Regions from separate parts of the Zea mays genome. Here region 1 is linked to region 2. A link is a contact called in public Hi-C data. All regions are on one chromosome and are shown on one strand. The core of a region is the stretch at or near the end of the contact, and the rest is flanking DNA. Distances in the headings are between cores, read along the strand shown.

Region 1 (4,399 bases), core at 1,789-4,288, 180 kb before region 2:
ATCCATAAGAGTCAAACTATGAGTACTTGAGATGGCGAAGATTTAATTATAATAGAAGCAACTAGGAAATGTTTATGGCAGTCAATACACAAAATCATTCTACAAAAATCTGAAAGCGAAGATGTTGCATCATCTGCAAACCAAGGCACAAGGCTCCTTGTGCTCAGGATACTCTATTGCTTTGCAATTATAACATCAAAACAAAAGGAGAACTATGTTGTGAAGATGCCTACATTTTAACTCCATAACCACATTATGTAGACCACTGATACATAAATTTAGCTAACTATTCAGTCTTATGCTCTGTAAAATAGCCAAAAATACAATACAAATCAGCATACAGGAAAGAACTTTCAAGTCTACAAATTCGGATGTCAGAATTAATGATGCATTTGACAAAAAGTGTCATTGCTGGCACAAACAAGAACTTTATCAAGTAAGGCACACACTGAAATGCAAATATCCAAATAGGCATACATTCATTCGATTCTGGGATAAGCTACTCTTCAAATTAAAGGGAGTAAAGTATATACCTTGTGTGTTCTTTAGCTATTTTGTAAAGTATATACAAAATAGCTGCCGTATGTGTTCCCTTGGCATGCACTAGATAGTGGCCAATGCATCTTCGTCAATGTAACCAAAAATAGCTCATTGTGTGTAACATCTCTAGTAAAAGGTTCTATGACGCTGTTTTATAGACAAAGGAAAAAATCACGGTTGTTCACTGCCCCCTTGGTAGGAGGTTATTGATACCACGCTTGTCAGAACTGCTACAATTGTTTTTATTAGTCTCAGTTATCTAGCTGGCGCTCACCTATATCATTTTAGACCTAGGTTGGGCCTCCGCTTCCAGAGCCATTTGTATATACAGAACTTATTTCTATCCACTTTATGAATCAAACATGAAAGGCACGCAGAACTGCAATTTCTTAGAAATCAGAAACATCCCAGAACAAAGAAGGCATGCCAAGATGTAGCAGTTATATGAAGATCAATTTCGCACCTGTTGTCGTTGGTTTCAATAGCTATTGGTCTTGGCTGTTTCACATTATTAGCACTAGGTTGGACTGAAGTGCCAGGAGCACTGGGAGTTGGAGTCTTCTTGTTACTTTTGGATACCCTAAAAGAGAGAATATGTCATGATACACAGTATAGAGGATAACAAAAAAAACATAAAGACAACTAGCACAGCGCAGCCTACTTGTTTTTGGAAGGTGGCCTTTTCCTTTTATCACCAGGAGCATTAGATCCAGGCTTACTTGCAGAAGCTCCAGAGTAAGTAACAATACTCCTGGGTATTCAGCCCGAGAAAAGCATGTACCATGTCAGCCAATGCATTGACTCTTAGATCACAAAGCAATAAGGTGCAAAAAAACATACCTGTTTTCTACTCTACTAATCAAGAAAACTTCCACTTGTGTGGCACTGGTAGTAAAATCAACCATCCTTTGTAAATCTCGATCACATGATATTGTGATTAGCGTTCTGTAATTATTCGGAAGGAAGTACTTCAATGACATGTCAGTGACGTCAACATGGAACACCTTGGACACCTCATCCTTGAAGTTCTCCAGTGGCATGTCACGAGTAACATCAACAGCATGCGCCTCGCCTCCTTTGTATGTCAAATTACCATTGGGGCCAGAAGTGAATTCTCCACCATATTGGCAAATGGCTACCACAATACCCCCATCCGCCATGCTTCCTGAGTTGTTCAGCTGTCAGTATAACTATAATAAACATAAGAAATGTAAAGGAAATTTACTTTCAACAAAAATTCTCATGTGTAATTCATGACGAAGTGAAAATTCACTATGTCAAGGGTGCCTATTTTTTTAAGTATTTTAAAGGTCATTAGCAACATACAACATCTCCCATTAGAGAACCTGGGACTCAAGTTTTTTGTTGGTAAAGGCATAGAACAGGAAACACACAATTACTAGGTAAATAGGGCACATGATGGAGATGATAGTTCATGTTCATTTGTCTGACGAAGGCACCACTGCAAAAGCTATATAGCCCAGCAGCAATGAAGCAGTATGTCGGTTCAGGTTTTAACAAAATCTGCTTAACGTTGGCAAAGATTGTTGCAAAACCAAAAGAAAAAGAACAGTCACACAATACATGGATTTCAACCCGGACGGATTCATACTAGCATTGTTCATGAACCTCTGAAATTTCACTAAAACTTTATCATGGACTGTTGCTCTTGTAGCTCTAAAAATTGCCAAGGAATTCCGAGCAAACGAACACTGAATTGATGACTGAACTGACATATTCACAAGAAAAAAAATGTCTGAAGGCTGGAACTCCACTAAGCTCCAGCAGGAGAAGGACTGAAATGATAATATAACTAGTATAAAAGCAAAGTAACTCAGGATGGAAATTTGGAGAGAAAAAAGGGGAAATAGAGAAAAGGGGGCATTTTGCTCAAGAATCCCCTAGAATGGGGACAAATCGCAACATGACTGCGAACAGAGCAGGGACGGGAAACACAAAATAATCTGCTAGGCAGTAGGCACGGCGAAAAGGAGTAAATTTCAGAGGATGCTACGCGAATACGCAAGCCCACTCGAGGATCCAAATAGAAATTACTTTATACCAACTGAACAAAAAAAAAGGACGGCTCTTTGTCATCGGAAAAGGAGGATTGGGAATCAACACCCATGGGTGGGGGGGAACAAGGGGCCGGATGCAAGAGCTCAGTTCAGTCGAAGCCCCCGGAAATCTGGTTGCGCAAAAGGATTTACTTACCCACGAGAGAGCACGAGGAGGAATCAGCTCAGGCTTCCCCGAGAGTAGAGAGAAGCGAGTAGTTGCCTCCGGACGGAAGGAGGCGGGCGCGCACCGCGGCGGCCGGGAAGGGAGGGGAAGAAGGGAAGGAGGAGGGGAAGACGAAGCGGGGTTGATTTGTTAGGGCTGCGGATGCCAGGGGTATTCTTGATATTTCCCCACCGCGGAAAATCTTCCCTGGTGCTTTCCACAATTTTGCCACTACCTTTCATTTTAGCCGGAACAGACACCACGTGCTAGCGATGTCGTCCTCTGAATCGCCTGATCGGACGAGTGAAAATATGTTTAGATCCGTTTGGATTGAAGGAATTCTAAAGAAAAAATATAGAAATCAAAAAAGGTGAACCAAAAAACGCAAATTCATCCCGTCCCCTCTAGAATAAAATACTGTAGCAAGATGCCGGTGTCACGTGAACCAGAAAATCTACTTAATCCCATGGCCATGAAGAAATTGTGTAGGTATTGTTCATTTTTCACATGAGAAATATAGGAACAGGCAAATTTCTCCTGTTCCAGGGGCAGCGAGCGAATGCGAGAAAGGAATCTACGTTGTACCAAGAAAGAAGTGTCGCTTCTTCTCCCATATCAGCAGTTTTCGTCCGACGTCGCGACTCTACACACGTTTGCACGTCTTCTCCCCCAACGTCGCACAAAAAAACCAATAAGGCCTCGTTCGGCAGCCAGGTTTTAGTTCCAGGTCAGGAACAGTTTCAGGCCAGGTTTTAGTTGATCCGAGTCTTTCACTTGTTCCGGGTCTTTCACTTGATCAACCCAGGTTTCAGCTGAAATAATTCTCTGTCGCTCCGTTCGGCAGCTTGGGATCGGAGCTAAACTGACATACTGTGATAACTGGGATCGACACCGCGCCGCCCGCCGCGTGCACGGCCCCGGCCCCGCACCGCACGCGCACCGCCTCCGCCTCGACCGCCAGTCGCTCCGTCACCGCGGGCACGACCGGGTACGACACCACGCCGCCGTGCTGCACGTAGCCCGACACCACCTTCACGAACTCCTTGCAGGCCGACATTGCGTACGTACGTCGTAGCGGCCATGGACCCGTACAAGGTACGCTGTGCTTGTTTGCTGTCTCAATTCGTGTTTCGTCCTTGATGGATCGGACAACTGTTCATATATGCATGCATGCTTGTGCAGCACCGCCCGTCGAGCGCCTTCAACGCCCCGTACTGGACCACCAACTCCAGCGCCCCCTGTGTGGAACAACGACAGCTCCCTCACCGTCGGCGCACGAGGTAATTAACCGCCGTCGCCGCCTGTTACCGTAACAGCAGCTAGCAGAGACATAGCTGAACTGAACTGAACTGAACTGCATATATGACCAACCCAACCAAGGTCCCATCCGCCTCGGCCGCCAGTCGCTCTGTCACCGCGGGCACGATCGGGTACGACACCACGCCGCCGTGCTGCACGTAGCCTGGCGAGACGGCCAGGAGAGCCGGCGTGGCCACGATGGTGATTGACGCGGCGGCCGAGCTTAGGCGGCGGCGGCCGCGGGGAAGGGTTGTGTCGTTGCGTCGGGGAGACGAGGCCAGCCGCTGCGTCGGCGAAGGGTCGCGAGAAGGTGCCGGGGAGGCTCGCCGTCGGGGCT
Region 2 (4,467 bases), core at 1,672-4,171:
TGATACCTTTGGCTTGCTCAAAGGTATTGATGCAAGACAGGTTACAAATCAGCGTGAACAGTATGGTGCTACTATTCATCTATTTATAGGCACAAGACGCAACCTAGGTAAAAGTACATTTATGTCCCTAACATTTACTTATGATCGTAACGTAAATCATTAAGGACTAAGTAGTCTTTTCCCCTTCGGTTAGCATCATCGTCAATCTTCATCACCATTATAAGCCGAAGATGTTACTCTGGCAATAGCTTCGGTGTTTATTCTTATCATTCCTTAAGACGAACCTCCCTACAATAGCTCATACTGAAAACAATTGGTCAATTATGTTTTTGAGGACCTTCGAAAGAGGAAGGCCCCCACCAATACCAGTTCCTATCAAAGCAGCAACACTTGCCCGCTCAACATTTGCAAACTATTCCTATAACCTGGCCCTTTGCGTGCTGGGGGCTGGATATGATTGGGCCATTCAAAAAAACTCAAGGAGGATATACTCACATACTCGTCGCTATTGACAAGTTCACAAAATGGATAGAGTACAAACCCATCGCCTCATTCAAGAAATAATGTTTAGGTTCAGGATACCTAACAACGTTATCATAGACCTGGGATCTACTTCACTAGCTCAGAGTTCTTTGATTTCTGCGAGCAGAGGAGCATCCAGATCAAGTATGCGTCAGTGGCATACCCAAGAGCTAATGGGCAGGTGGAAAGATCCAACATGGTGATACTTGATGCACTCAGGAAAAAGGTGTTCGACAAGAGTAAAAAGCTTGCAGAAAAATGGATCAGAGAAATACCATATATAGTTTGGAGCTTGCGAACCCAACCAAGCTAGGCCTTGCATGGAAACACCCCATTGTTCATGGTATATGGATCGGAAGCAATACTGCAGCGGATTCGATCTTTGGAGCACCCAGGATAACATTTGAAAGTATAGCTGAAGCAGAAGCAACCAGACTAAAATATGTTGATATATTAGAAGAAGAACGTCTGGATGTTGTCATTCAATCGGCTAGATACCAGCAAACCCTGAGATGCTACCACGACAAAGCAGTGCGGCATCGATCCTTCGCAATAGGAGACCTAGTGCTCCGCCGAGTGCTAACGGGAGAAGGGCGACACAAATTGTCACCTCCATGGGAAGGACCATTCATCATTGCAGAGGTCACTCGGCCAGGATCCTACCGACTTACCCAGATGGATGGAACCGAAGTGGGAAATTCGTGGAATATTGAACACCTCAGGAAATTCTATCCGTAGTAGTACATCAAAACTCCGGTGGGCAAGCTGTACTTTGTAAACAAAAGGTTTCATTATCAATAAAGCTTATGTGTTCTACCATATACAAACTCTCAATCAACAAGCGGTTTAAGTCAGAAACGACTTAAATCGGCACAACATACCTGCACGCTTACATAACTTAGGATGATTACTATACCCTACCAACAGAGCAATCAACTTAAGTCGGAAACGCCTTAAGTCGGTGTGACATGCTCACGCTTACATAACTTAGGGTGATTACTATACCCTACCAACGGAGCAATCGGCTTAAGTCAGAAATGTCTTAAGTCCGTGCGACATGCTCACGCTTACATAACTTAGGGTGATTACTATACCCTACCAATAGAGCAATCGACTTAAGTCGGAAACGTCTTAGTCGGTGCGACATGCTCACGCTTACATAACTTAGGGTGATTACTATACCCTACCAACGGAGCAATCGGCTTAAGTCGGAAACGTCTTTAGTCGGTGCAACATGCTTACACTTACATAACTTAGGGTGATTACTATACCCTACTAATGGAACAATCGGCTTAAGTCGGAAACGTCTTAAGTCGGTGCGACTTGCTCATGTTTTATACACGATCAAATTCTCCATTATGCCTCTCGCTGCCAATCTTTTTTTACTGTCACTAGCACATGTTTTATTTAGCATTTTTAAAACCGAAGTTTTTAAATTTATGTTTGAAATAAAATTGTAGGAAAGTTTTACCTTGTTGGCTCTGGATATATGAACCGGAAGGGTTATCTAGCTCCATACAAAGGTGTGAATACCATTTGCCAGAGTTGAATCAATCGAAAATAATACATGCATGTATGGCTCTACATAAATTCATTCGAGACAACAAACTAGCTGACGAAGAGTTTGATCAGTGTGATCGAGTTGAAAACTATATGCCTATCCCTTCAACACATCAAGATAGTATTGGAAGATGATGAGGGAGAGAGAGACATGAATAATATTCGAGATCAAATTGCAAATGCATTGTTTGCTAGGAGAATGTAATTTTATTTATAGATAGTTTCTTCTAGACAAATAAGATGTACAAATTGATAGAATGTCATAAATGTATTAAATATCAAATAAACAAACAAGAGTATTGTTGTCTTTATAAATAATTTGCATTTGTATAGTCTAAACTACCAAACAACTATATATAGATTATAATTTAAGCAGATTATAATCTAAACAGATTATAATAATTATATAATCTATAAGCTGAAACAAACAGGCCCTAATACATGTGATTAATATTTGCTAATAAGGAGCATACTTTGTATAAATAATACTCCCTCGTCTTAAAATATTCTATCGTCCACATAAATGATAATAAAAATAGACATACATACAAACTATATTAATTAATTAATAAATATATTAATTAATTAATAAATGTATGCTTAGTTTAAAATGAATTACATTTTGAGATGCAGGGAGTAACAGTTAGAGCAATGGATAATTGAGTTATATAATGCGTAGGAAGCGCGCGCCTCTCTCTCTTCTATTCCTTCTCATGCAACGGTCGGAGGAGAGTTCAAATAAAATTCAAAGTCGGTGGGCCCTTTGAGTTTCGAATTAATATAATAAATATTAATATAATACGAAGCAAAACTGAATGAAGCGGGTGCCTCTCTCGTCTGTCCCTCGCCGTGCAACGGTCGGACGGAGAGTTCAAATTCAACCAAAAGTGGGTGGGCCCCGTGAGTTCCATTGGAATCCGAGGCTGTGGTGCGGGGCCCAATAAGCAAGTGCCGCGTCCGCGTGCGTGCCGGCGGGCGGCGGCCTAGCCCTAAATAAGAGGCAAGAAGCATTGAGGCATTCTTCACCGATTCAAAATCAGTCGACCGATCCCCATTTCCCCTCCTCATCTGCGTTTCATTTCATTCATCATCATCATCCATGGAGGCTTCCACCCCCACCGCTCGCCGAGGTGGAGCCCCCGCCGACTACGCCGCCATGTCCCTTTCTCCCTCCCCCTCCTTCTCCCACACGCCGAGGAGCGGCGCCTCGTCCTCCGCCCACAAGCCCCCCACCACAAGCAGGCACCGGGATCGGGGGCCCCTCCTCTTCAACGGCAACAGTAACAGTAACAGCAGCATCGCTGCCCAGCAGGCCGCACAGCTGCAGCAAACCTCCACCACCACCTCCTCCAAGGGGTCCTCCGGATCCGGAGGCGTTAACATCCAGGTCCTCCTCCGATGCAGGTATATCCGCTGCCTCCTAACTACGTTAATCAATACTACTTCCTACCTATGCATGCATCTACTAGCGTTTCCATAGACAGCCCCACCATCAACCGATCACCAGTGGAGGAGTATAATGTACTGTAACTATGCTTTTCCAATACATGCCACTGTCTGATCGATCCACCAAGGCGCAATGCTTGTCAATCAATCCACCGTATATCATTTATTTTACTTACTACTCTTGCATTCAACCTCATCGCGTCCTATTCCTTCATACATAGGCCATTGAGCGATGAGGAACGCCGCGTCGGCACTCCCGTGGTGGTCACTTGCAATGACCAGAGACGCGAGGTCTCCGTTGCCCAGAACATCGCTAACAAGCAAATTGATCGCACCTTTGCATTCGACAAGGTAGCTATTTTACTCCACTTGTTGGCCACTGCCACACCCCAGGCATTCACTTGATTGATTCATCACTCGGTAACCAACCGAACACGCAGGTGCTAGGACCAAAGTCTCAACAGCAGGACGTCTTCAACCATGCTGTTGTGCCACTTGTCAGCGAGGTTTTGGACGGTTATAATTGCACAATATTTGCATATGGCCAAACTGGAACTGGCAAAACATACACAATGGAAGGAGGAGGGGGCAAAGCACTGGTACAATTTTTTATTATATATATTCACATGCCACACATGTTTCTGAATTCTGATGCAGTTAGTTTGCTGATTCAACCGACGCCATAACTCTACTCTATTTCTGTAGAATGCTGACCTCCCGACTGATGCCGGTGTCATTCCAAGGGCTGTTAAGTGCATATTTGACATCCTCGAGGCACAGAGTGCAGAGTACAGCATGAAGGTTTCTTTTCTTGAGCTGTACAATGAGGAGCTCACAGATCTTCTAGCCGCAGAGGAATCGAAATTCTCCGATGACAAGTCCAAGAAGCCTTTGGCACTCATGGAGGATGGCAAGGGTGGAGTCTTTGTTAGAGGGCTC

What was found. Hi-C and Micro-C count contacts between places; a contact is called where the count stands out from the background.
Region 1: a Hi-C map of leaf shows a contact between it and region 2, with 5 times the contacts expected there. The contact joins the promoter of LOC103637791 here to the promoter of LOC100193748 in region 2. A contact is called at or near these places in 7 of 25 Hi-C or Micro-C datasets (bundle sheath, ear, endosperm and 3 more).

Annotation. Positions count from the first base shown.
Region 1 is chr1:113,965,377-113,969,775 of Zm-B73-REFERENCE-NAM-5.0, reverse strand. LOC103637791 reads right to left here and starts at 3,038. Exons shown (of 7, transcript XM_035964075.1): 1 at 2,755-3,038; 2 at 1,381-1,705; 3 at 1,202-1,291; 4 at 1,004-1,120. The coding sequence starts at 1,700.
Region 2 is chr1:113,785,725-113,790,191 of Zm-B73-REFERENCE-NAM-5.0, reverse strand. LOC100193748 (Kinesin-like protein KIN-5D) reads left to right here and starts at 2,921. Exons shown (of 22, transcript NM_001358877.1): 1 at 2,921-3,486; 2 at 3,750-3,879; 3 at 3,969-4,127; 4 at 4,234-4,467. The coding sequence starts at 3,182.